2 separate regions of the Canis lupus genome follow, and region 2 is linked to region 1. Evidence: chromatin contacts called from public Hi-C data. All regions are on one chromosome and are shown on one strand. Each heading gives the region's core, a stretch centred on a gene start, on an enhancer-like site or on the middle of the called end of the contact. The rest is flanking DNA. Distances are from core to core; before and after follow the strand shown.

Region 1 (6,012 bases), core at 1,376-3,875:
CTAGAAAAAGCATAACCCACTTAAAATTGTTACTTCCTAAAAATTATTTATTTCTGATACACTATCCTTCCACAGTGTGCTATACTGACCTGCTTTGTGATCTCTCCCAGGAAAGGACTCTGTCCTGAATCCCTAGTGTTTAACAAAAGTACCTGGCATAGGCTAAGCACCCAATAAAAAGCTTTTAATATATAAGTAAATAAAGAGACAAAAGCTAGAGAAATATTGAGGTATGGAGAGAAGATAATATGCCTTTAAAAAACCTGGTCGAGGAAAATGTATCTCAGGAACATATGTAGTTAAAAAAAAAAAAAAAACTATTTAAAATCATGAAAATATATACTTATCTTGATATTGAGTAACACAAACTAACATGGATCTAAAAATCATTGACTTTCAGGCACTAAAAAGTCCTTACACTTGAAAATACAGAAGTAAAACCAATAAAGCATATCTAAATTATTTGGAAACCCACGGGGCTAAGGGAGGGAAAGAATGAATTCCTCTAAATAGACTTCTAAATGAAAACCTTTACTTTCAGAGGTGAACAAGTCCATTTTAATAATCACTTCCTTCTTCAATCTGAAAGGATAATCTCGCATCAAAAGCAAATTAATTTCTTACAACTACAAGGAAATGATGTTCTGGTTCTAGTTTTCATATATTTTACCATATGAGGACTTACAGGTTTCTGCCAAAATAAATGTTGAAAACCAGTACTTGCTTAAATCACTTCAGACAGTAATAAAGGGAAGGACTGCAGTGATCTTTCAAAAAATAACTTGGTGGGGATCCCTGGGTGGCTCAGCAGTTTAGCACCTGCCTTCGGCCCAGGGTATGATCCTGGAGTCCCGGGATCGAGTCCCACATCTGGCTTCCGGCGTGGAGCCTGCTTCTCCCTCTGCCTATGTCTCTGTCTCTCTCTTTCTCTCTCTGTCTCTCTCTCCCTCATGAATAAATAAAATCTTATAAATAAATAAATAAATAACTTGGTGACCTGATATAGTGATGACAACCAGAAGTACCTTTGAGGCAGTAAAAGCTTTATATTCAGTACTCAAATCATCCTTTCTGCAAATATAAAACAAACTCCTCTTCCAGCCACTTAACAGATGACCTCCCTTCACCACTCCATCGTCACTACAAAGTAAGAATAAACACCCAGTGCACTATATTATCAATCATAAAAATCACGTTGTACATTTTTATAACACTACCACTTGTAAAGAACCGCCAAATACATTATCACAGTTAATCGTCACAATCCTGGACAGTAAGGCAGGTATTAGAATTCGCACACCACAGATGATAGGGATAACTTGTGTAATTTGTCTTTGAACAGTATACTAACCCATAATATCATTTTGAAGCTTATTTCTTTCCTATTCTGCAACATTTCCACTCTTATTTCTATCCATTGATGTCACAGTTCTTGAAAGGATGCTTATATAGATCATATGCAAAACAGAGAAATACTCATCTGGAAAAAAAGCAAAAGGATCTCACCTACATTACAAAATTATTCTTCCATGCTTTTTCCCATAATACCTATCATTATTTTACCTCTCATTTCTATGAAAAATGGAAACAGAATCAACACATTCTGAAAAATATACTGAGTATCAGGCCCTATATTTCCCATCTCCACCAGTAACTTCATTTACTTACCCCCAACAACCCTGTTCTCTATTACTGTCCCCATTTCACAGACAGGAAAACTAAAGCTCAAAAAAAAAAAAAAAGGAAAACTAAAGCTCAACAAGAGTAGTAACTTGCTCAAAGTCACAAAAGTAGCAAGCATAAAGATCAGAATTTAAATACAGATGTCCCTCAAAGTCCACTATGCATGTGGAGTCTCACATAAGCATGTATAATTGCAATCACCAAAGAGAAAAGCATCAAAGTCATCTAAGTGTACACCTTATAAAATTGGAACAGACAAAAGGTCATGAATTTGAATTCATGGTTGTTTGACCACTAGAAACACATTTGACTACAACTGGTCTGCTGCCAAAGCTGGCCTGAGTGATTCACCAGTCAAATGCTACAGGGAAGAGACCTGTACCAAAAGCCAAACTATACTTACTTAAGGTGACAACAACCCATCCCAACTCAGCTAATCTCATGACCTTAGACTAACGCCTGAAGGAATGATTTTTTTGTTTGTTTGTTTCAGAACAACTACAATACTATTTTCTGACAATGCAAGACTTCCTGCAGCGTTAAAATCTGTTTCAACCACCGGTGTAGTGACTTCTCCAAGACAGAGGGGAAACAAATGCTCCAAAACCAGAAGTCACCAAATAGCCAAAGATGATAGTTTGGGTGTGATCCTTTTGAGCCAGGGACATGGACGGGGAATCATCCCCCATAGTGGATTTTACACATTACACTCCTACAACAGATCCCAGCTAGGCACAAATTTACAGTGGCCACCTTCCCTAAATGCTACTTGAGCAATTTGTACTTCCTGATTTTGACGTATTACAGAAGGAAAATGCAGAGAGACCATTTTTACAGGGTCTGCTGCTCAAAATAAGGTCGCCTAAGGTCCTCGGATGGGCAGCCTGGGGACTACAAAGACGTCTAAGGCATCGTCCACTATCGCGCAATTAAGATAGGATGACAAACACGGAAACATGTGCCCTGCTGACGTCATGGAACGGAAAGGGGTGGCGTCCCGCTGCGTCACCTCAACGTCATACAGCGCACGAGGGAAGTTAAGCAGGGAAGCTATTTCTCCAGGGGCAACATTCAAGAAAAACAAGTAGGCTCAGACCCAAGGAATGACCACCCCTCTCTAGGGGCCATCTATAAAGGGATACTCTCCCTTTTCCCAAACTGTATGATCCCCTCGTCGGGCGGGCAGGAGAAAGGAGTCTGAGGTTAACGAGGGAGCGGGGGTGGGGAGGGGGGCGGGCTAGATATGCCAAGAGCAGCCTGTGGCCTTGGGGGCTGGTTCTTGCGGGGACCAGCGTGATGGGGATGAGCAGGGCATCTTGAGAACGGGGGCCTTCTCTATAGGAAGAGGCGGCGAGCCCTGGGCATACTTAAATCACGGTCCTCGGGCCACCTGTGCGACTCGGGATCCAACCTCCCCGCACCAGCCCCAGTCCAGGTACCTGGAACTTAGTCCGATCGGTAACCGGCGACTACGTGGGGTACAGGTTACCCGAGCGCGCCCCCGACTGACGCACCGACCTGCGCGCGCACCGCGAGCCGGATGCGTGCGCGGCCCCGGACGTCCCGCCCCGCCCGCCCCGCCCCCTCTGCGGCCCCGGAGCGGGCGGCGTGCGCGCCCCCGGACGCGCCGAGCCGGGCGCTCGGAAAGGCGTCCCCGCAGTGCCTGAAGGGCCCTTCCTGCGCCCCGGCCTCGCGGGCGGCGAGCGGCGTGGGGTCTGGAGGCGTCAGGAGGGCTCCGTAACGGGAGGTGGTGCGGGGAGACCGTCCCGGGAAGAACCGAGGGAGGTTGGGGCGGGGTTGTCTCGGGCAGTCAGGTGGGCGACCCGCGGGGCCGTCGGGAAGGCCCGCGCGTCCGTAGGGAGCGTCGCAGCGGCGTTGCAGGGTGCGGGGTCGGGCAGAGGGCAGAGGGCAGTCCCTGGGGGTGGAGAGCGCCTCCTTTGGGCCATGGCGGCGGCTGGGGATCCCGGCCAGCAGCGGGCGGAGGAGGTGGCGGCGGTGGTAGTGGTGGGCTCCTGCATGACCGACCTGGTCAGGTTAGTGCGGCTCTGAACGCCGAGCCCGCGGTCGCGGGAGGAGGTATGGGGGGGGGGGGGGGGGGGCGGGGGGCGGACTGTGCTGGGCGCCTGGGCTTTGGCGATGGAGGGTGCCCGCTTCTGGGGTGAGCTAGGGGTCTCCCGAGCCCGCAGCCTGCCTCTCTGGCGCGGAAGAGGCAGAGTTTGAGTTTGTCAAGGTACCTGAAGTCGGGGATCGCAGAGGCCAGGGTGTATGGAAAGCTCTTACTGTTGCTAGAAGCGCCTGCAAAGAACCCGCCCTCCCGTTGTCTTGAGCAGTCAGCTGAACCTGACCCCTGACTTAGCCCGAGTAACTTTGGGGCAAGTCATTCCATCTCTTGGGACGTGCCTACCTCTCAGGGTCTGTGTGAGGATCCAGTGGAGGAAAGTGACATGAACCAGGTTGGATACTATGCATCTGAACCTGGATGTATAGACCAGGGGTCCTATTGACTGTTGGCCTTCCCGCAATAGTTCGTATTTACACCTTGCTTTTCAGTATTAAATGTATCCGCATATGGGTTATCTTAAGGCAACCTGAGTGTGAATCGAAATAAAAAGCCCATAAACACAATGCTTACAACCATAAAAAAAAAAAAAGATCAAATAATGAAAATATGCCAAGTGAAAATAGGTTGGATGGTGAGATCCTCCTACTAATTTTTCTTTTTTTTTTTTTTTTTTTTTTTTTCTAATGAAAATGGCAGAGTACCTACTGGCTGGCTCGGTAGGTAGAGCACATGACTCTTGATCTTGGGGTTGTGAGTTCAAGCCCCACATTGGGCTTAGAGGCTAGTCAAGAAAAAAAAAAGAAAGAAAGAGCGAGAAAGGAAGGAAGGAGGGAGGAAGGAAGGAAGGACAGAAGGAAGGAAGGAAGGGATTTTCTGTTTATAAAAAAATAATATAGGGCAGCCCAGGTGGCTCAGCGGTTTAGCACCTGCCTTCCGCCCAGGACATGATCCTGGAGACCCCGGGATCGAGTCTCACATCGGGCTCCCTGCATGGAGCCTCCTTCTCCCTCTGCCTGTGTCTCTGCCTCTCTCTGTGTCTCTCTCATGAATAAACAAATAAAATCTTAAATATATATATATATATATATGTTCATTGTAAAAAGAAATCAGATACTCCAAGAAAATTCTACCATTCAGATTGCTTCTGTTTAATATTTTTATGAATGGCTTTTCAGATATGCTATATTTACATTATAAAACTTAAAAATGGTCAGGCATACTACAGGAAGACCTCATCTGTCCTGAAACCTACCTTGCCTTTCCAAAGGATAGAAGAGAGCCTGGAAATAAATAAAAAGGCCTTTGGAAAATAAGTCAGTCACCAAATCTCTGCACCACCTATGTTTTACTTAGAAAATCGTTCTAAGGGTCTGTATGTAACCAATTTAGTCTTAACACTGCTTAAAATGTTTATAAGCTAGGTTATCAAATTTCCAGACCAAGAGTGGAAAGGGAGAGAGACTGGTAGGGGCAGGTATGACGATTGCCAAAAAACATACTTTTATAGGTGCAGTGGCAAAAGAGTCAGCTAAACAATTTTCCCCTGCACCGTACTGAATAAGTGTCAGGGTTAAAATTCAGAATCACTTTCTTCTTAAAGTCTGAGCTCTCTGTGAAGCTCGACCATCAGACATTAAGGATAGTTATACTTTTAAAATGAATACTCTTCATACTTTGAGAAGGGCGGGGTATCAAAAGTTCATGTAGCATCTATTGGAATTTTGAAATCTTATTTAAGAGCTAGAGGAATTTGGGGTTCCTGGATGGCTCAGTTGGTGATTCATCCAACTCGATTTCAGGTCAGGTCATAATCTCAAGGTCATGAGCCCAGAGGGGCTCTGCACTGGGCTGAAGTCTGCTTAAGATTCTCCCTCAGCTCCTCCTCCCCCTCCCCTACCTAGCTTAAAAAAAAATAAAGAAAAATTTAGAAAAATTTTTTTATCCCAGCCCTTCATTCATAAAGGAATAAACTCTTATGTTGTATATAGCCTTTCTAATACCTCTTCTCTCCCCATTTTCCCCTTGTAAAATAACCAGGTTTCTACTCCTCATAAATCACTAGCAAAAACTTTACTCCCTTAGAGACTGTTTCACGGCTTTTCTGCACACTTCTTATGGTTGCTGATTACTCCTGCCTCTGAAGACCTTTACAAAATACCTGAGTATGGAATTTGTATTTAAAACCCTACATGGGGATCCCTGGGTGGCTCAGCGGTTTGGCACCTGCCTTCGGCCCAGGGCGTGATCATGGAGTCCCGGGATGGAGT
Region 2 (6,012 bases), core at 1,381-3,880, 460 kb before region 1:
ACAGATCAGGAAAAAATTATATTCACTGGCCCAAGGGAAAAACCAGAGAACCCTCTCTCTTCTACCGACTGGTCCACTGAGAGGCCACAAAGGTGGAAGGCCCAGCCCTAAATGCCAGGAAAGCCTCCCCTTCAAGGAAGCAGAGAGAAATAAAGTGATTACAAGTTGTATCTGGTATGTAATAAAGTTACCTTGAGCCCCAGATCGGGTGGGGTCCTAGCACAGACTTGGGAAGTTAACAAAAGCCTCTCAAGTCAATCCTGAGGACCACAGAACAGCTTTGCTCCAAGTTGGAGCCAGGATGGAAAAACCTCCCCCCCGCTCCTCCCACCCCCTTCCCTAGGAGTGGACAGGCTGAGAAACTTGTCCAAAGCCGCATTACCTTGCCAATCCCTCTGGTTTGAAAGGCACCTCACTCAAGCTGCCGGGCCAAGCAGGCAGGCGTATATGCGAGAAGCCCGTGCACTAGTTATTACTAATTGCAAAATCCTCATGTGTTACAGCATGCTAGGAATTAGCCCACAGCTGCTTTTTGCTTCGGTAATGAGGCCCCATTACACCCTGCTGGACTGAGTTCTCTTCCTTCTTCCTAGCACTGGTTTCCTGTCTGATTTTCTTCCAAAACAGGGAATTGCCTCCGCTCACATCCTGGGCTCAAAGCCCTAGTGACACAGATTATTCAGTTGGGCCACTGATGTCCGGTCTGACTTCCCATTCAGGCCCCAGGGTCTGGGCAAAGCCAGGCAGCAAGATTGTCATATTACAGTGATAACTGCCACAAAACCAAAATAAAACAAAACAACAACAACAACAACAACAACAACAACAACAAAACCCCACAGCAGCAGAGGGACAAGATATCTAATGATCTCTTTTGGATCCAGGGAAGAGAGGGATGTTTTGGCAGCTTGTTGAAGAGTAAGGGAATGGGTATAAATGACTCCAACCCATTGCCTAATGATATTTGGATTCAATTAAAATCACCAACAGGACTGGAAAGCAAACAAAATCGCTTTTAGGACAAGATTTAAAACTCATCACCTTGGTGCTCATTATTAAAGGGGTGCTGAATGCACCCCCTCAATGCACAGACTAGGTTCTCTAGAGTGGGCGCTTATGGAGATGCAGGGAACATAGAGAAAAGCCATTCAGGGGACTCACCAAGTATGGGGAATCACTTTGGAACAAGGTATCCCTCTTCAGATCCCAAAGAGAGCCGTTTTTCCATTTTATTTTCTGGCAGGATCCACCCCACTGGGCTAAGCCCACCCCAGCCCCTCCTGGCTGGCTGGCTTCTAAGAAGCCAAGGCCACTGCCTTACCAGAGCAACTCTTGGCTGCAGCCAACTTGGCTAGAGACTCACTCCGCAGATCCTGACCAAGATGGGCTTCAGGTTGTAGTGGCCGTGTTTGTTAAGCCAGCTCCCTCTGAAACCTGGGGGGGGGGGGGGGCGGGGGCGGGGGGCTGCTACAGAGGGCAGACACCCCACCAGCACCACCACCCCACCAGCACCTTTCTGGTATTTATAGACACAGATCGCAGGCACAATCCTTCCAGTGCAAACCAGTCCGGCTGCTTTAGAAACGAGTTGTTTTTCCGCTTCCAGAACCACCCAGGAGCCTAAGCAAAGGTCTCGTCACCCCCACCCCCCACTTCTCTCTGCAGGCGTCCTTGCCCCAGGTACCCCCCCAGACCGTCAAGGTGCCCCTTCTGGCGGCAGCACAAGCTCCTTCTCTGACCCTAACAAGGAGAGAGATGGGCGCAGGGACACAAAGGGGCAGGCCCCGAGCCTCTCAAGGCTGACCTCCTCCTCCCCTGACCTTCGCACCCTATTCCCAGGGCGACAACCCTCGCCCTCACTCTGGATTACTTGAAGGAGCCCAACCATGTTTCCGAATCCCTAACCTCTTTCAGAAATTAAGACTGATGGAGAGCGGGGTGGGGGGGGGGGGGGCGAGAGGGCTTTCCCACAGGAATAGTGTCCTTGGATGTCGGGAGGGGCCAGTGGGGGCAAAGATTTGTTTCGCCCACCGCGGAGAAGTGGGGGGGAAGGAGGGAGGGGTTTCTGGGAGCGGAGTTACCAGGCTCCTGCGAGGGCGACGCTGGGGGGGCGGGGGTTGGAATTCTAGGAGCGAGTCTGGGTAAATGTAGTGTGAGGAAAAGAAACGTTTTGCCGGCTCTTCTAGCCCACTCCTCGCTCCAGTTTTGTTTTTTTGTTTTTTGTTCTTTTTTAAGTGGTGGGAGAAGAAGGGTATACAGGACAACAGGAGAATCCAAAACTCGCAACGGTGACCCGGTAGGAATGTTCTCGCCACGCCAAAAACGGGGGGAGAGAGAGCAAAGGAGGCCGTGGCGGCGAGGGGAGGGCGGGGGTCCGCCCGCGCCGCCAGGTGCACCCGGGGCCCGCACCTACCTGCTGGCCGCCGCCGCTGCTGTAGGACTCGGCGTGCGCAGGAGAGCCGCTGCTGCCCCGGGACGAGGTGTCAAAGTTCCCGGGATAATCCTGGTACATGATCCGCGGTGGGGGCCCGAGAGGAAACAGGGTGTTTTTCTTCCCCCGCCCTCGCCGCGGCCGCGCACCGGCTGCTGCGCGCTCGCTCCGCGCGGCCGCGCCTGGGGCTCTGGTCTCGGCTCCCCGGCGTCTCCCCGGCGTCTCCCCGGCGCCGGCGGGTGCGGGTGCGGGTGCGGGTGCGGGCGGGAGGCGGCGACAGCCCGGGGACCGTGCCTCGCGAGGGCCTCGCGCTGCGCTTCTGCTCCCGGAGCGCCGCGGGGCCGGCGGGCCACCCGGTCCCTCCCTCTAGAAGTCCGCGCGTCCCCCGGTCCCTCCCCCGCGCCTCCCGCTCCCGCGCGCAGCCGGAGCCCAGCCGGAGCCCAGCCGGGACGGCCGGCCCGACCCAAAGCTGGAAATCAGAGGGAAACGGCAGCCCGGCGGCTCGCGCCTGCCAGGTCCGGGGGGCCCCCGACTTCAGACAGGGCGGAAAAAAGAAAAGAGCGAAAAGAAAGGCTGCCCGCCGGGAGAAACTTCTATTTCCTCCTTTCAGAAAAGGAGCTGAGAATAAACTTCCTGTGGCGGAGTCGCCGCCGGAGTTTCGGAGCCGCTCGGACACTTGCGGGGAGAAGGGAGCCCGCGCCCGGCGTGCGGGGTGCCGGCTGCGCTGCGAGGAGGACGCGGCCCCCGCTGCCCGTGCCGCCGCCCCGGCGCCCCACCGCACCCCTCCCCGGCGCCCAGCTCCGGACCGGGCCGCCTCGCCCGGCCGCGCCTCTCTCCCTCTCTCCCGGGCCCGCCGAGCGCCGCTCACTTGCTCGTCGCTGCGCTCGGAGCCCCTGCGCTCTGCCCGAGATGAGTCACTACAATGGCACGAGTTCAACTCCACACTCTTTATTCTCCAGCCCCTGTACCATGTGGATTCACTCACGTCAACCCCAGACTCCACCTTGCAGGGAGGAGCGCGCGGGGAGGCGGGGGGGGGGGGGGAGGAGGAGGAGGAGGAGGAAGAGGCGCGGGAGGAGGCGGGCGCAGCGCTCCCCTCGGTGCCCCGGCTCCCGGCCGCGCTGACGCCAGCCGCACAGCCCGCGCGGGGAGAAGGCGGTGGCGGGGCCGCAGCGGCCGGGCGGCGCGGCTCGGGGGCGCCGAGGCGGCCCCCGCCCCTCCCCACCCCCGCGCACCCCCGGGCCCAGCGCCCTTGGTCTATTCCACTGGCGCACGTTGCCAAAGATGGTCATTTGCGTTAGAGGACGCGAGTGCGGGTTCCCTCGCTTTCGGGTGACGTGGAGGGAGAGGGATTCCCTCGCCGGCTCCCGAGCGCGCCGCGGCCTCCCCCCTCCACCGCCCTGGGAAGGGGCGCGGGGCGGGGCCCCCAGAGTGCGGCCGCGCGGGCCCGGGCGCCGGATTTTACAAAATAATCACAGCCTGCACAGCGAGACGGGCGGTCCGGTGCGGCGCCACCGCGAGGCCGGGAGCCGGGCGCGCAGAGCCGCTCTCAGGGAGGGCGCGGCCGAGCGCGGTCGTCGGCGCCCTCCGCGGCGCCGCCCGGTGCAGCGAGAGCCCTGGGCGCGCAGGGTACCCGCGCCGCCCTGCGGCCGGGCCTTGGCGGGGCGCGGCGCCGCCGGGCGGGGCCGACCTGCCTATTTGTCCCTACGTGGCTGGCTGCCCACTGCTTCCCTCCCCCAACCCCGAACACGCACACACATACTTTTTTTTTTTTTTTCCCCCCCTCCGGCCCTACAATTAATTTGTTAGGAGTAGCCCTGAAGACGAAATTAACCGGTCGAGATATTCCGGCCTCCCTCTGTATGGGACAATTAGGACGCATCTAATAGTGATCGGGCGTTAGAAGCGAACTTCGACTGCTAGGAATTAAAAAAAAAAAAAAAAAATACAAGAGGAAGGGAGGGAGGCCCGGGAGAGGGTGTGCCCCAACGAAGTCTTCAGCTGTTTTGGAGGGAAGTTCTGGGAGCAAGGAGTCTGGACTCCTGGGTCTTCCCGCCTCGCCTGGTGGGGCGGGGCGAGGTGCGGGTTAACGAGCACAGGCCTCGGAGTACGAACGCCAGGCTGTGCTATTTACGAGCTGTGCGACTTTGGGAGAGTCCCTTAACCCTTCTGGGCTTCGGTTTCTTCCTATAAAATGAAGGGGCCGGGAAAGGTGACCCTCTAGGGCCCTTGTCAGCTCTGGAACTTCAGTTCTTCTGCAGAGACGATCGGGGGAGCACTGGACTAGGAGTCAAGATGCTTGGGTTCTGGTCCACGCATCGCTTTACCCAGCTCTTAGCGGCGCCCTCTGTACCCCCACAGGGTCCCCGTGAAGACCCGACGGGAAGATGTGCGAAGACCGTGAACTCTGTGAAGCGCTGTGCGTTGTAACACGTCACAGATCCGGTCCTCAGTTTCCTTATCTGTAAAGTGGGGGAGTTGCTAGGAAAGAAAAATAGAGCCGGGAACTCAAAGCTTTCCCGGGGCTCTATATAAAGCGCTGGCGTTTCCGGGACGGCTGGCGGCATCTGGCCGCCCCACTGGCCCCAAGATACGGTAATCCCAAACAATACTCGGGGTCATTGTTTACAGCTATAAAACACATTCTGTCCCGAGCTCCATCCCCAAGGACGCGCGAGGCGAGGCTGGCCAGACCCCTCGCACCTCCGCCGCCGCCGCCCTGCGGGCAGAGTCCCCAGCTCCGCGGGCCCGGAGAGGTGTGTGGCCGGCGGATGTGCACCGCGGTCGCGGGGACGGGGCGGGGGGTGGGGGGGGGGGCGCGGTTGGTTTTGTTATTGTCGTTTCATCCTTGAGTCCTGCCTGCCTGGGTGTTTACGCGCCTCTCCCAGCAGGACTGAGTAAATGCAGTTCTTTGACGCAAAACCGATCAGCCCTTTCCCCAGCGGCAGTGGCAAAACCAGAAAACTGGGGGTGGGGACGGTGCCGGGGAGAGCGCAGGAAAAGAAATCGTGACACTTTCTCACTCGCCTCGCCGTCCTCTCCTGCGCCGCACGGCCCCCAGGTGCCTCAGCGAGCTCCCGGGGGTGCTGCAAAGCGAGGCGCGCCCGGGACCCTCCCGCCGGCAGCCGCGTGCCGAAGCGGCACGAACCGAAGATGCACTTTTGGTTTTCCTTTGAGCACCGGCGGCTGCCCGTCCCTCCCCCACCCCGCGCTCGAAAATCCGGGTGCTTCTGGGTCTCTCCCACACAGCCCTTCCAGTAATGCGGGGGGAAAGGAGGAGGGGGAGAGGGAGCGGGAGCTTCCTCCGCGGCCTCCGCCGTCCCGGGCGCGCCCAGGCCCCTGCCGGCGCCGCCGGGAGCGCGCGGGCGGGCGAGCGCACCCTCGCGCCCTCGCCCTCGCCCTCGCCCGCCCCCGCCCCCGCCCTGCCTGCGCCCCGGCCCTTTCCTTTCTTGTGGGTTCCCGTAAAGCCCAGCAGCACCGAGACGTCTGCAGAGCATCACGGAATCTGTGCTGATGCAAGTCGCTAGCCTCCCTTTGGTGCGCCGGGCCTGCCTCGGGGCGCTTTGATGCCGGTCTTCCCC

What was found. Hi-C and Micro-C count contacts between places; a contact is called where the count stands out from the background.
Region 2: a Hi-C map of blood shows a contact between it and region 1, with 3 times the contacts expected there. The contact joins the promoter of FOSL2 here to the promoter of RBKS in region 1. A contact is called at or near these places in 2 of 9 Hi-C or Micro-C datasets (both in blood).

Annotation. Positions count from the first base shown.
Region 1 is chr17:21,911,688-21,917,699 of UU_Cfam_GSD_1.0, reverse strand. It overlaps RBKS (ribokinase), which reads left to right and starts at 2,625. Exons shown (of 8, transcript XM_038561141.1): 1 at 2,625-2,767; 2 at 3,025-3,118. The coding sequence starts at 2,640. BABAM2 (BRISC and BRCA1-A complex member 2) reads right to left here and starts at 3,255. Exons shown (of 11, transcript XM_038561136.1): 1 at 3,123-3,255.
Region 2 is chr17:22,369,513-22,375,524 of UU_Cfam_GSD_1.0, reverse strand. FOSL2 (fos-related antigen 2) reads right to left here and starts at 2,630. Exons shown (of 4, transcript XM_038561147.1): 1 at 2,414-2,630. The coding sequence starts at 2,512.